Regions from separate parts of the Macaca mulatta genome. Here region 2 is linked to region 1. Evidence: chromatin contacts called from public Hi-C data. All regions are on one chromosome and are shown on one strand. Each heading gives the region's core, a stretch centred on a gene start, on an enhancer-like site or on the middle of the called end of the contact. The rest is flanking DNA. Distances are from core to core; before and after follow the strand shown. Region 1 holds the start of SLC6A9 (solute carrier family 6 member 9). Region 2 holds the start of ARTN (artemin).

Evidence for each region. A called contact is a pair of places that touch in the nucleus more often than the background predicts.
Region 2: a contact with region 1 is called in a Hi-C map of fetal cortex germinal zone, with 1.7 times the contacts expected there. The contact joins the promoter of ARTN here to the promoter of SLC6A9 in region 1. A contact is called at or near these places in 2 of 14 Hi-C or Micro-C datasets (fetal cortex germinal zone and liver).

What each region holds. Positions count from the first base shown.
Region 1 is chr1:196,622,111-196,625,829 of T2T-MMU8v2.0, reverse strand. It overlaps SLC6A9 (solute carrier family 6 member 9), which reads right to left and starts at 1,672. Exons shown (of 11, transcript XM_077960080.1): 1 at 1,525-1,672. It overlaps LOC114672665 (a long non-coding RNA gene), which reads right to left. Exons shown (of 3, transcript XR_013402943.1): 3 at 2,726-3,719.
Region 2 is chr1:196,720,505-196,723,901 of T2T-MMU8v2.0, reverse strand. It overlaps ARTN (artemin), which reads left to right and starts at 1,318. Exons shown (of 5, transcript XM_077960633.1): 1 at 1,318-1,455; 2 at 1,682-1,830; 3 at 3,150-3,276. The coding sequence starts at 3,217.

The DNA of each region.
Region 1 (3,719 bases), core at 423-2,922:
GGGGGCGTTTTCTCTGCGGTCGTTGGAAACACTTGAGCATGCTCAGTGTCGCCCATTAGTCGCTAGAACCAGTCCCCTCACCCACTACTCTCCAACCTTCTGATGCTCCCTCACTTTGGGAGTCTTTAACCTTTCAGGTTATTCTCTCCTTCCCCATTCCTCGCCCCGCAGCCTTCATTTCCCAACGGCCGTACCCTCACGCTCCTTTCAGCGGAGAAATAGACCGCGCTTTGTGCGGAAGCTGTCAGCGAGCTGGGGTCCAGTCTCCTTTAAGAGTGATCCGCGAGGGGGTGTGGCTTGCCGAGAGCAGGCCCGAAAGGGGGTGCGGCTCCTTTAGGTATCTGCGGGCCCGAGGCGCGGAGGCCCCGGGCCAGCAGGCAGGGGCGCGGTCGGTCTCAGAGCAGCGGCACCGCCCGCAGCGTCCCGGTTCCTCGAAGCGGGGCGCGTCCGCTTTAATCGGGAGAGAGATGTAGGGGCACGGGCGTTACATCAGCCGCCACGTGTGGGCCTCAGCTGGCGTGGAGGCGGCGGCCCCGCCCCCGGCCCCTGCGGTGGAAAAGTACCGGGGCGCCGAGGTCCCCGCCCCACGGCCCCGCCCCCGGGCCGGCTCCGGCCCCTCCCGGCCCTCGGGGCAAGCCCCACTCTCCCGCCCGGCCCCGCCGCCGGCTCGCGATCTGCAGTGGCTGCCGGGTGCGGAGCGCCGGCCGGGGGTGGGCGCCCAGGGCTGCTAGGCCCCTGCCCTCACCTGCGGCCGCCCGGCCCCGCCCTAGGCGTGCCGGTAATGAGGGTTGGGGTGGGGAGGGCACGGATTCTTTCCAGGGTAGCATCCCCCAAAGAACTCCTCGCTCGCTCGCAGTCCCTTCCCAAAGCCGCGGCCAGAGCGCGGACAAAGAGAAGCTGAGTGCGCCAGGACTCTCCCGCGCGGCTTCCCGGGTCCCGCGAGCGCACGGGCACAGGCACCGGCACCGGCACCGGGAGGGCAGATGGGGAGGCAGGCCGGCTGGAGGGACCAGACAGGCAGCCAGGCTGGCGGGAGCTGAGAGGCGTTGGAGCGCGCGGGAGCCCGCACGCTAGGCGCAGGCACGGCCGATTATCGACCCCCTCAGGCCCCCAGAGCGCAGAACCACTGGCTCCCCGGACGGACCGTGCCACGCTCTGGCTCCGGCGCTACCCGCACAGCCTGCGCCCGCCGCCCCCGATCTAACCGGCGTCTGGCGCCCCCCCCACCCCACGCAGGAGCTCCCCCCGCTTCCCTCTCCCTCCCGCTTCAGCTCCTTGGTGACAGCGGTGACACCCAGCCGCGCGCACCTACCCCGACCTTTGCGGCGAGACAGACATCCCGGTGCGTGCACCCACACTCTTACCCACAGATGCCCGCATACATGCGCGATCACACACACACACACACACACACACACATATATGCACACGCTGGTCCTGGGGCTCAGCCCCGCGTCGGCTCAGACCGACGGCAGGACCGACGGAGGCGCGGGCCCCAGCGTTCCCTTCCCCCAGCCCCCTTACCATGCTGCAGCCCCCTGCCCAGGCGTGCTGGGTCCGCACCGCGGTGCGCCCAGGTGGCTTTCTTAAAGTGAAAGTTGCATCAGCTTCCCGAGGCTCTGTGCCGCGCCCGCCCCGCCGCGCCGCTCGCAGCTCTTCCACAGCCTGTTGTGTTTTGGTTTCGGGGAGGCGGGGGCTAAGAGTTTGGTGAAAGTTTGAAGAGTGGAGAAGGCTTGGGAGATCTAGCCAAGTCCCTCCCCTACCCGAAGAGCTCCCCTGGCCGTCCTCCCCTCTCCATCCCATCCCCTCCCCCCGTGCAGACTTCTCAGGCTCCTCCTCCCAGGGAATAAAATTACAAGTCTCTCCAGCTTTCAGATGATTGATCCCCACGAACCCCCGGTGGCTCCACAAAGGAGCCCCCTTCTCCGCCCCTGCCTCGCTGCCCTCCAGCTGGGGCCCTTGAGCAAGCAGATGTGGTCCCCTTCGGGCTAGGGTGGAATAAAGCCAGAAGGCCTGGGGCACTTTGGGGGGCTGAGGCTGGAGTTAGCCCTCCAGGCCCCTGGCCTTCTGCGCCTGCGTTTCCCCTAGAGAGAAGTCAGAGCAAATTCCATTCCCTTTGGAGCAGAGCCGCTAGAGACTGTGGGCACTGCTGGGTAAGGCCTAGGTCCTACTCCTTGGAACTAGAGGAGCCCTTTCTCAAATTTCCCTCCTGGACCACCGGCTTGGTCAGCTCTACTTTTGAGGTGGTGTTACAGGGGCTGCAGACACCAACCTGGGATCCCTCCTCCTTCCATGGTGAGACAGACCTGGGTTACAATCTCAGCTAAAAAAAAAGTCTTTGCCAAAAGGAGCATTGTGAGCCTCGGTTTCCTCCACTGTGAAATGGAGAGAAGGGGCTAAGGAAATGCATGTGTGTGTATGTAAAGCCCGTTGCTCCAGGCTGCCTCTGGGGAGGGGTGCCTGGCATGTGGAATGAGGCTCCCACATTTGCATACCTTGTGAGAGCCACCACCTTTCAGGGAAAGTGGCCAGTTAGTACTGTCAGAGGAACTGGTTTTTGCCCCAACCTGAGTGGGGCATCTGCTCAGGGAAGGGGCCCAACCTACAGAGGCAATTTCTACTTTGGACCCTGAGTCCTCACCATTTTCTGGTCATGAAACAGTTTAATTTTTTTCCTTGGGACTGTCAGCCCCCAATACATGCCAAACTCACGTGAAACCAATTGTTGAGTGAGATTGCAGTTTATTAATTTATCAGAGGCACTGAACAAGATAACAGGCATCAAGCCCAGGCATTCCCTGCAATGCAAGCTCTTTCAGGCCACACGCAGTCCATTCCACAAACCTTTCTCAGAGCCAAAGTACAAAGACAGCTCTCTATTGTCTCCTATTCACATTGGACTCCTGATCAGATCTGGGAAGACACCTTAGTCTTATCAGCAAGATTATTTTCATTTTCACTTTGTCCCCAAACCTAGTAGATATAGTATGCTTGGGATTTTTATTCTACAAACCAAGTGCAGGTGTTTCTTGTGTGAGTTGTGTGCACACACACCTGGATCTGGGCAACCTGTTGTGTCTGTGCCCCCAGACGCCTGAGCCCCTGATTGTGTATTTGTGTAGGTACATCTGTGGAAGACTGTGTGCACTGCAGCAGGTCTGTGTAGTTGTGTGTGTGCCCAAATCCTGGGACTGGGCAGATGGGGTCCAAGCCCTCTACATCTCTCCTGCCAGGACTTAACTTCCTCCATAAATTGTTTTTAGGATCTTCCTCCTTGCCTCCTCCCTGGGGCTCATCAAAAGGGATACCACCCCAGGGAAGGTAGATGGAGGATGTTGAAGAGGCCCCCAAGTAGAGGAAGGCGGACAAGGAAGAGTATGAAGGGGAAAAGGCCTCCCTCCTTCTCCCTTCCAGCAGTAGGCTGGGCTGGGGACAGGCCTAGAAGAGGGCACTGAGCGCTAAGAACACAGTGAAGATTCTGAGAGTTTTCATGGCTCAGGGAATCCATATGAAGGGAGGCAGGTGTGGGGTGCTGAGAGCAAGATTCCAGGATGCCCTCAGGCCTAGGGGCTTGGGGCCTGGGCAGTTAGAAGAGAGGGGGATGGGTGCTCAGGGGACAGCCCTCTGAGGCTCCGTCAGAAAGAAGAAGGCTTGGGGACTAACCTGGGGACAGGGAGGCAGCCTAGCACTTTAGCCCATGCGGTGAAGAAAAGAGAACA
Region 2 (3,397 bases), core at 69-2,568, 98 kb before region 1:
TGTGGGTAGGTTTTAAAGGTCCTCAGTAGTTCTGAAGCATAGCCAGGGTACAGCCGGTCCACACTCATCCCCAGTACTCTCATCCCTGCCCACAGCTTCCAATTGCCAGTTGGTTGGCAATTCCCAAATTATCTTTGACAGCGCAGCTCTCTGTGCTTCCCTCCAGGCTACAGATTCACCTGCTTCCTGAACATTTCCACTTGGATAAACCACAGGCCCTTCCAACTCAACATGTCCAACACTGAACTCATGAGCCCCTGCCTTTCCTCCCAGGAACCGGGATGTACCCCTCCCCCAAGTCACCCCGCCAAAGGCACACTTTTGCAGGGCCTACCTACCTCCTCACCCTATCCAGTCAGGCACCAACAAATTTTCAAAATTGCGTGTTCTAGATTGGGGCCTGGTAGCCCCACGCTTCCCTCACGCCCTGCATCAGACCTCATCCTCTTTCTGCAGCAGCCTCCACCTTTCTCTCCAACCCCATCCTCTTTACTACAGCCAGAGTCATCCACAAAAATATCTGTCTGATCACACCATTCTGCTCAAAACCCTCCCATGGTCCCCAGTGTTAGGATCTTTCCATCCATGTTACTCACCCAGCCCTCACCCCACTTGCCAAATTGCCATAATTAGGCATCTGAAATGCTGCCCTCCAGCTACCTACTTCAAGCCTCAGCTCAGATGTTCCTCCTCTGTGACCCCTGCCTTCAGCCCTCAGTACCCACTTCTGCCAACTGCCCTTGCTGTGCCCCAGTGACCCCCGTGTTTGCAAGAGTGTCCATACTCCAAGCCCTAAGCAGCACAGGAGGTGAGCTGTGCGGAGACTAGAGCAGAGTCAGACCCTGAAAGCTTCTGCGAAGAGGCTTAGCAACCCAACGAGGCAGGTGAACTGGCCGCTGAGAGAAGAATCGGGTGGAGCAGAGAGCAGTTGCTGCAGGGCAGACAGCCAGGACCCCCAAATCTGCAGGCACCAGCAGTCAGCCGCCCCACGCAGGGACCGGCCTTCCTCTTGCTCCCCGCCCTCACTCACTTTCTCCCGCCCTCGGCCCGGCCTCCCGGCTCTCTACTTCGCGTGTCTACAAACTCAACTCCCAGTTTCCGTGCCTCTCTACCGCTCGAGTTCTCTACTCTCCATATCCGAGGGGCCCCTCCTAGCATCTACCCCCCTCCCAACCTCGGGGGACCTAGCCAAGCTAGGGGGGACTGGATCCGACGGGTGGAGCAGCCAGGTGAGCCCCGAAAGGTGGGGCGGGGCAGGGGCGCTCCCAGCCCCACCCCAGGATCTGGTGACGCCGGGGCTGGAATTTGACACCGGACGGCTGCGGCGGCGGGCATGAGGCTGCTGAGGGATGGAGTTGGGCCCGGCCTCCAGACAAGGCCCGCGGGCTCCGCCAGCAGCAGGTCCCTTGGGCCCCAGCCCTCGCTGCCACCCGGACCTGGAGCCCCACACCCGAGGTAAGCCAGCCCACTTGCCTGTTTCTGGTGCCAGCCCTGGATGGACGCTCCTGGGCTGGGGGAGTGGACAGGACCACCCCCCTGATCTCCTTTCTTGCATCCTCCCTCTCTTGGGCCCTCGGCACAGTTCTCTGCCCCTCCCAGGCCCTCAGTCCCTCTTGTCGCTTGTTGCACTGTGCTGGCCTTGCCGGCCCACGGTAATGTGACGCTCCCGCTGCCGCTACAGGGTGCAGACTGGCTGCCAAGGCCACACTTTTGGCTAAAAGAGGCACTGCGAGGTGCACAGTCCTGGGCATGCGCCGTTTGAGCTTCGGGGGAAAGCCCAGCACTGGTCCCCGGAAAGGTGCCTAGAAGAACACGGTGCAGGACCCCGTGGTGAGTAGCGGGCTGGTGGATGGGGAGGCAAGGGCTAGAAAACCAAATGGCCCTAGACCACAAGGAGGTAGGAGGCAAGGCCTGAGCTGCCCTCAAGAGACCTGCTCCCGGGCTCCCCCTAGCGCAGAGGGCTCCTAAGGCTGCCCTGCCTGCCTTTCTCTCCATCACGGAGAACAGTCACTGGCCTGGCCCGGAGGCCCTGTTTCCACTTAGCCAAGAGTCGCACACCAGGACCTGGAGGACCACCCCAGGAAGGCCTGGGGGTCTGTTCCACAGGTGTGCAGGCATTCTGTGTGCTAGAGGATGGGGATGAGGGTGGCAGCTGGGACCCAAGAGGAGGTTGGCTAATGAGGACTTATGAAGGCTCTGGGGCCCCAAAAGGGTGTTTGGGAGTGCCAGAAGTGGGAGCTCAGGAGAGGCTGGCTGGAATCAGGAACGATGGCTCAAGGCGGAAACTTCTAGGAGCATGACTACACTGCCAGATCCATAGGAGGCTGGGAAGGGGACAGCCCTAGACCAGCTCTCAGGGTAGCTCAGCTCTCAGAGACCAGGCTGGTATGGAAGCCTAGCTGGCCCTCCTGGGAGTGGCTCAGGCCTGAGTGTAGCTGAGGGGATGGAAGAGCCCACCCTGCTTGGAATCTGCAGGCTTGGCAGGCTCTGCCCCCTGGTGGCCACAGGAAGCCATGGCCCAGGCCCCATGTTTTCCGAGGGTCCCACCATCCCCCGGCTCTGTGATCATTGGGGGACCCCTATGGTCAGAGGAGAGAACTCAGGTGGCTCTGGGTCCAGAACACAGTTCACAGAGGGGCAAGGTGAAGCAGCTCTTGGTGGGCAGCACAGCTTGAGGCTTGGAGCTCACTATTATTAGATAACTCTTAGAGTGACCAACTAGCACTCTCATTCTTCTCCAGGCCTCAGCTTCCTTTCCCGCAGCCTGGGGTGAAGGCCTTTGCAGGACCAAGTGTGTCCAGCTACAACTCCCTCCAGCCACTTCCAGCATCTCCAGCCCTACAGCACAGAGCAGGAAGGTTCTGGGAAAAGAGGACCCCTCTCTCCCCTCTAGCTGTGTGACCTTGTAACCTTAGACAACCTCTGAGCTTCTCTGAGCCTTGTTTGCTCATCTGGAAAAAGGGGATTAAACCATTTACCTCATGGAGTTGTGAAAGAATAGCTGCAAAGCACCTAACACATAGCAAGGTTCCCAGTGCAGCTACTTCTGCTGAGTTGAGTTCAGCTGTCCAGGCCCCTTGTTCCTCACCTGGAGAAACTGGGGTGGCAGGACGGCCTCCCAAAAGATAACTCATCTCTTAATTTGCAAGCTGCCTCAAGAGGAGGGTGGGGGAACAGCTCAACAAAGGCTGATGGGCGCTCCTGGTGTTGATAGAGATGGAACTTGGACTTGGAGGCCTCTCCGCACTGTCCCACTGCCCCTGGCCTAGGCGGCAGGTGAGTGCTTCTCCCAGTGACTCCTACCTGGAGCTGAGGAAAGGCGGCTTGACCGGCGAGGGATAGCAGGGCTTGGCTTGCGCAGCGGTTAGGTGTGGGATGGGAAATGGTCAGGGAGGGA